Linked DNA regions of Mus musculus: region 1 is linked to region 2. Evidence: chromatin contacts called from public ChIA-PET data. All regions are on one chromosome and are shown on one strand. Each heading gives the region's core, a stretch centred on a gene start, on an enhancer-like site or on the middle of the called end of the contact. The rest is flanking DNA. Distances are from core to core; before and after follow the strand shown.

What was found. ChIA-PET counts read pairs in DNA pulled down with a chosen protein or histone mark.
Region 1: an RNA polymerase II ChIA-PET map of memory CD8 T cells shows a contact between it and region 2, with 19 read pairs. The contact joins two enhancer-like sites. A contact is called at or near these places in 2 of 484 Hi-C or Micro-C datasets (liver and nephron progenitors) and 2 of 115 datasets of contacts at active chromatin or transcription factors (CD8 T cells and memory CD8 T cells).

The regions. Positions count from the first base shown.
Region 1 is chr1:52,606,453-52,609,511 of GRCm38.p6, reverse strand. It overlaps a transcript of Nemp2 not described here. Among named protein-coding and RNA genes, the nearest start is that of Nemp2, 23 kb to the left of the region's middle. Within about 2 kb of position 1,636, at least 14 of the 459 cell types and tissues checked have an H3K27ac peak or open chromatin away from gene starts, as enhancers often do. A contact at or near this core is called in CD8 T cells and memory CD8 T cells, where this site is marked.
Region 2 is chr1:52,373,482-52,376,492 of GRCm38.p6, reverse strand. No RefSeq gene overlaps it. Among named protein-coding and RNA genes, the nearest start is that of Gm31955, 69 kb to the right of the region's middle. Within about 2 kb of position 1,587, at least 21 of the 459 cell types and tissues checked have an H3K27ac peak or open chromatin away from gene starts, as enhancers often do. A contact at or near this core is called in CD8 T cells and memory CD8 T cells, where this site is marked.

The DNA.
Region 1 (3,059 bases), core at 387-2,886, 230 kb before region 2:
CTCCTGCTTCCTGACCTGCTTGAGTTCCAGTCCTGGCATCCTTTGGTGATCAACAGCAATGTGAAAAGTGTAAGCTGAATAAACCCTTTCCTCCCCAACTTGCTTCTTGGTCATGATATTTGTGAAGGAATAGAAACCCTGACTAAGATAATTGCTATGTACTTTAAAGCTTGTGTGGATGCCTTGTAACCAAGTCATCATAAATGTTGTTATGTGACCCGGTTCCTGAGGAGACATGAACTACTCACTGCAGATATAGAACCAACAACAAACTAAAGTAACAATCCTACTGAAGGCCAGTTCCAAAGGCCCAGTGAGTTTGCTAGGGGTATTGGCAAGTCCAGCATGGGTGAGAGCTCACAAAAGCTGAAACCCTGGTGCTCACTGTACAATTTACAAGCAGCTCAAATGGTCAAAATGTCTCTTCCTCGTAGCTCAGCTGATTTGAGATTCCTCCAGGCAGTCCCCTGACCTCAGTCCTCTCAGATGTGCTTACTATATCCTTGATAAGGGAGTGGCCTTGTGTATCTGGTCACTTTTAGGGACTTCCTGACACTATTCAGTTGTTTGCTCATTGAGTCTTAGCGAATCTCTTGTAGGCTCATATTTTTCAAAACCTACTTTAATAAGGGTTCCCAAATGCTTTAACCCTCCTTCTAGTTCACCATTCAATGGTAGGGGTGGAAAGATGGTAAATAGGACAGGGGGATGTGGATCTCTTTAGATGTAGTTTTTTGGTGCAAGGTCAATCTCCGTTGTCAGGAACAGTCCAGTTAAAACAGTGTCACCAAACATGAATCAGCAGTGGCAGCACGATCCAGCAGAAATAGCCAGACCTGTGCCAAATTCATATGAATCAGTGGGAGCTAACAGAACCAGTAGGAGTACCAGGAGATGTTCTCTGCCGTGACTCTTTCAACAAAGTGAAGACCAGCAAAGAGGCCAGACTAAAGAAGTGTTGCATGGCTAGCTATGCAAGCACCTGTCACTCGATGTTGAGTCCACTTATACTTTCTCCAAACATCACGGGTCCTCTCCCAGGTGTGCTTCAGTAAAACATCACATGAATCTGGATCATATGACACAGCCAGAAGTGTATTCCACTTCAGCCTTCCTTTAGAATATCCTGCACCTTCCACCTTTGGAGAACTGCTGTACAGGATGCAGCTCTACTTTTTATTAGTAATTCATTACTCTGGTGTGTTTAAATTTTAAGATTTGGAATTTTAAAATGTCTTGTTTCTCATTGCTCTAGGACCATCTAAATAGATTTGAAGTCATCTTTCCCAAGTAGACTCTATTTGTATAAATAGAAATGGTGATTTGCTATTAACTTCCTAAACTCTGATGGGCTTATGCCTCTCCAACAGGAGTTGCAGAATATATTCTCAATGTTATGAAATCCTCCAAACACATGTAACAAAATCAGTCCTGACAAGCTGGAGGCCTGTGATCACAGCAACTAGGAAATAAAGTGAAAGGAGCCTAGTTCAGGGTCTGCCCGAGATACAAATGAGTTCAAGCCCAGCCTGAGAAAATGAGCAAAAGCAGATATCAAGATAAAAAGGAAAGAGAGGGCTGAAGTTGTAGTGACAGAGCACTTAGAAAGTGTGAGACTCTAGACTGAAACCACAATGCCAGCAGAAAGGAAGCAAACAAACTAGGCTTAACTGGTGGTGTTCCTCCAGTAGAGTTCTGGTAGATTAAAGAGAGAAAATTCTGTTTCCTAGAATCAGTTCAAAGAACAAAACAAAACAATAAAAGTTAAGTAAGTGTTCAGCCAGTGTTTTGCTTAGATATTGGTGTGAAACAGTTTATAAGATGAATCTTAAAATAATAATCTTGCAGTGTAAAACGGGGCTTGCTTACATTGTTTGCACACACAGTAGCTTATTTACTTCTTAAAATAATCCTCTTAGTGTGTGGAGGTGTACCATTCTTTAGAAAAAGAAATTGAGCCTGGAGACCCTAAGGATCTTAAGATTATTCAGGAGAAAAAGTTATTGCACCCTCTCCTTCTCCCTCTCCTTGACCCCCACCTTTTCTGACACAGCCCTGGTGACATCTTGGTGAGGCATTGGAGAAGCAGAAAACTACCTCTCTAGTCCCCTCAGTCATACATTTCCTAGAGCCCTGTAGAAGGACTCATGCAACAGAAAGTTTGAGCTCTCTGGCTTGCTAAGAGTTTTCCTAGCACCTTAAACTTTTATGCAATGGTCACACTTGAACATGAGGTTTTGACTCTGTGTCCTATGGTGGGTTTGTTGTTGTTTGGTTTGTTTGTTTGTTTGTTTGTTTGGTCACTTCATCAGGAAGTTTTGTGGAGCCTGAGCTACTCTAGGGGCACAACACTGACTGTCTTAGTTAAGGTTTTACTGCTGTGATCAGACACCATAACCAAGGCAACTCTTAGACAACATTTGATTAAGGCTGGCTTACAGGTTCAGAAGTTCAGTCTGTTATCATCAAGGTGGGAACATGGTGGTGTCCACACAGGCATGGTGCAGGAGATGCTGAGAGTTTAACCTCTTTATCTGAAGGCTGCTAGGAGAAGAACGGCTTGGAGGCAACTAGGATGAGGGTTTTAAAGTCCACACTCACAATGATACACTTCCTCCAAGGCCACACCTTCAAATAGTGCCACTCCCAGGGTTAGGCATACTCAAACTACCACATTCCACTCCATGGTCCCCATAGGTTTGTTCAAACATATGAGTCTATTGGGGGCCATACCTAAACATAACATAATGCAAAATACACTTAATCCAACTTCCAAAGTTCCCATAGCAGTCTCAACAATGTTAAAATTCCAAAGTTCAAAGTTCTCTTTTGAGATTCATCCAATCACTTAACTATAATTCCCAAAGCAAGACAGGAAGCCAGCGGGGCAAACGCCAAACTCTGCATCTCCATGTCTTATGTCAAAGTGGTCTTCAGATTTCTACTCTTTTTTTCATCTTTGTTGATTGCAACAAACTTCTTTCTCTTGGGGTGGTTCCACTCCCTGTTAGCAGCTTTCTTTGGCAGGTAGTCCACATCTCTGGCATCTTTATCATCTT
Region 2 (3,011 bases), core at 338-2,837:
AATGGAGCATTTGGAATTAAAGCACATCTGTGTGAGGAAGCGGTTGGCGAGCATTCTGCCTAATGATTTTCCTCTTTCTACTTTAGTATTGTATTTATTTTATTTTGTTCATGTTTTTTCTTTCTTTTCAGGGATAGAGAACAAACTCAGGGTACTAAACATTCCTGTTTTTCATCGGGAAGGAAAGACTCTTATCAGAGCCACTCACATGCTATTTTCTGTTAAGACTCTGTGGTCAGCAGAAATTGAAGAATCAACTATGATTAAGAAGAGACCAGAATTTCTAAAGTGAAACCTTTACTTCGCTGGGACAATTGATGCTAGTTTGCTGGAGCTAAGAAATTAGCAGTGTTCTCTTCACTTTCTGTTGTTATGATAAGACATCTGAACAAAAGCAGTTTGGGAAAAGAAAGGGTTTATCTGGTTTACAATTCCAGGTCATAGCTCATCCTGAGAGAAGCTGAGCAGGAACTTGAAGGTGTTGAGTTCAGGGTAGAAGCTGAGAAAACTCACTTCAGAGACAGAAGCTTAAAATGAAGGCTTTATTTTCTGTTGTGCAGAAGGGTGGTCAGTTCCGGATCTGAACCTCAGAGATTGTACAACCTTTTTAAAGGACGGGGAACACAAAGTAAGGGAGAAGGAGGAAGGAGCTGTTGTGTTGACCAATCATATTTTGACAAGAGGTTAAACGAGGAGGTTAACATTGGTGACCTGGTTTCAGGGTCCTTGAGTCAGCTTTTGCAGCCAAGACCCCTCCTGGCTGGACCTGGAATCTAGAGTGATAAAGGAACAACAAGCAGCGTGTAGTCAATGGAACCAAGAGACCCAGAATCCAGAATGATAAAGGAACGAAGGAGTGAGCAAGCTAAACACAGTCAACTAAGTCGAGACAGGCAGCACATTTATAACTTGTGTGCCTTAGTTTAGACAACAGGAAACCAGCATCTTCTCTCTTAACACCCTTTAATGTTTAACAGACAAACATGAAACATCTGAAGAAGTAGGTTCTAAGTTGATTCCAAGGCCTGGGGACATGAACTCAGTCGTTGCTCTAGCAGCAAGGAGGAATTTGTTCCTGAGATGGCTGAACTCAGGCAGCCGTCTCCTGGTAAAGGCGTTTCAGCTTTGTATTCCCCACAGCACTATTTCTGTTCAAGAAGTACCACAGGAACTATGTAGATTACAGCAATGTAGCTTTCTTATACAGCTCAAGACAACCTGTAGCAGGTTCTGCCCAACACACCTATGCCTGGACCCTCCTACATCAAGCAAAATTAAAGCAATTCCCCAAAGACATGCCCATAGGCCAGTGTGATTTAAACAATTGCTCGATTGAGGCTCTAGGCTGTGTCAAATTAACAGTTAAAGCTAACCAGGACAAATGGGCTCAACAGCAAGACAAAGATGACAAAAGAACAAAAACAAAGAAATATAGAAACAACCAATATAACTATCAGAGACAAAAAGGACTTGTGGGGGGAAAAAAAGTCAGGCCTGGTGGCTTACACCTTTGAGGCTGGGGTGGGAAGAAGACCATAATAGTGAATTCCAGAGCAGCCTTGCTGCACAGTGTACCTCAATTGAGAAAATGTTCCACCCTCAGATTTCCTGTAAGCAAGCCTCTGGGGCAGTTTCTTGATAAGTGATTGATGTGGGTGTCTTCGGGTTTTTCTTGCTGCAAACAGACATCATAACAACAACTCTTATAAAAGAAAAGAGTTCATTGGGACTATCTTACAGTTCAGAGGTGTAGTCAGTTATCCTCATGACGGGACAGCACATCAGCAGACATGGTAGTGGAGAAGGAGCTGAGGGTTCTACATCTGGATCAGATGGCAGCAGGAAGAGACATTGCTATGCTGGTCCTGGCTTGAGATGCTGAGACCTCAAAGTCTCTCCCCCCGATGCCCCCCATGACACACTTTCTCCAGCAAAGCTACACCTACTCCAACAAGACCACCTCTCCTAATAGTGCCACTCCCTATGAGCCTGTGAGGGCCATTTTCTTTTAAACCTCTGTAGTGGGAGAGCCTTACAGTTGGATCTCATATCCCAAAGTGTGGTGTCACCCCTGGACAGATGAGAAGACACGCTGGGTAAACCTGGGGGAGGAAGCAAGGAAATGGGATCCCTCCAACATCCCTGCTTCAGTTCCTGCTGCCTGGTTTCTGTCCCAACTTCTCTCCAGGATGGACCATAAATTCTTACACTGAAATAATCTTCTCCTCCGCAAGTCACTCTTGGTCATGGTGTTGTTTTATTGTATGAATAAAAACAAACTAAAAGAGAAATTGGTACCAGGTTCATGGGATATTTCTGTGAAAGACCTGACCATGTTGTTTAGGGAGTATTGGGGAAGGACTTTTTGAAACTTGAGCTAGGAAAGCCATTGAGTGTTCAGATCTTAATGAATGGTTGTGGGTCCTTAGAAGCATTATCTTCTAAGTTCCCACGGACTCTTATCAGGGCCACTCACATGCCAGTTTCTGTTAAGACTCTGTGATTCTGGTCAGCAGATATGAAAGAATCAACTATGATTAAGAAGAGACCAGAATCCATAAAGTGAAACCTTTACTTCGCTGGGACAATTGATGCTGGGTAACTGGAGCTGACAAATTAGCAGAGTTTAAAAAGAGACTAATATCATTGAGGTGAAGCATTCTGAGAGAATTTCCACAGGGTCAGCACATAGAAGCTGTGGTCCAGAGGGAGCAAGGCTGCATCTCATGTGGGCAGCCAAACTAGGTAATTCATATATTCATAAAAGTCAAGGTTCCAGCAATGTACCTGTGCATCACATTGACAAGTAATCAATTGTGTGGCAGAGTTAGAGTCCCTATTTATGTTTTACATTCTGATATTAATATTGTCGTGTCTTTTGGGGAACAAATGAGAAGTGAAAGTTCTAGTTGAATAGTGATATGTCTGTGTGTCATGTGAGCAAGGAGTCCATTGTGATAACTAGATTTGTGTTTTTAGCTCACTGGAAAAATAAATTCTAACTATTCTTA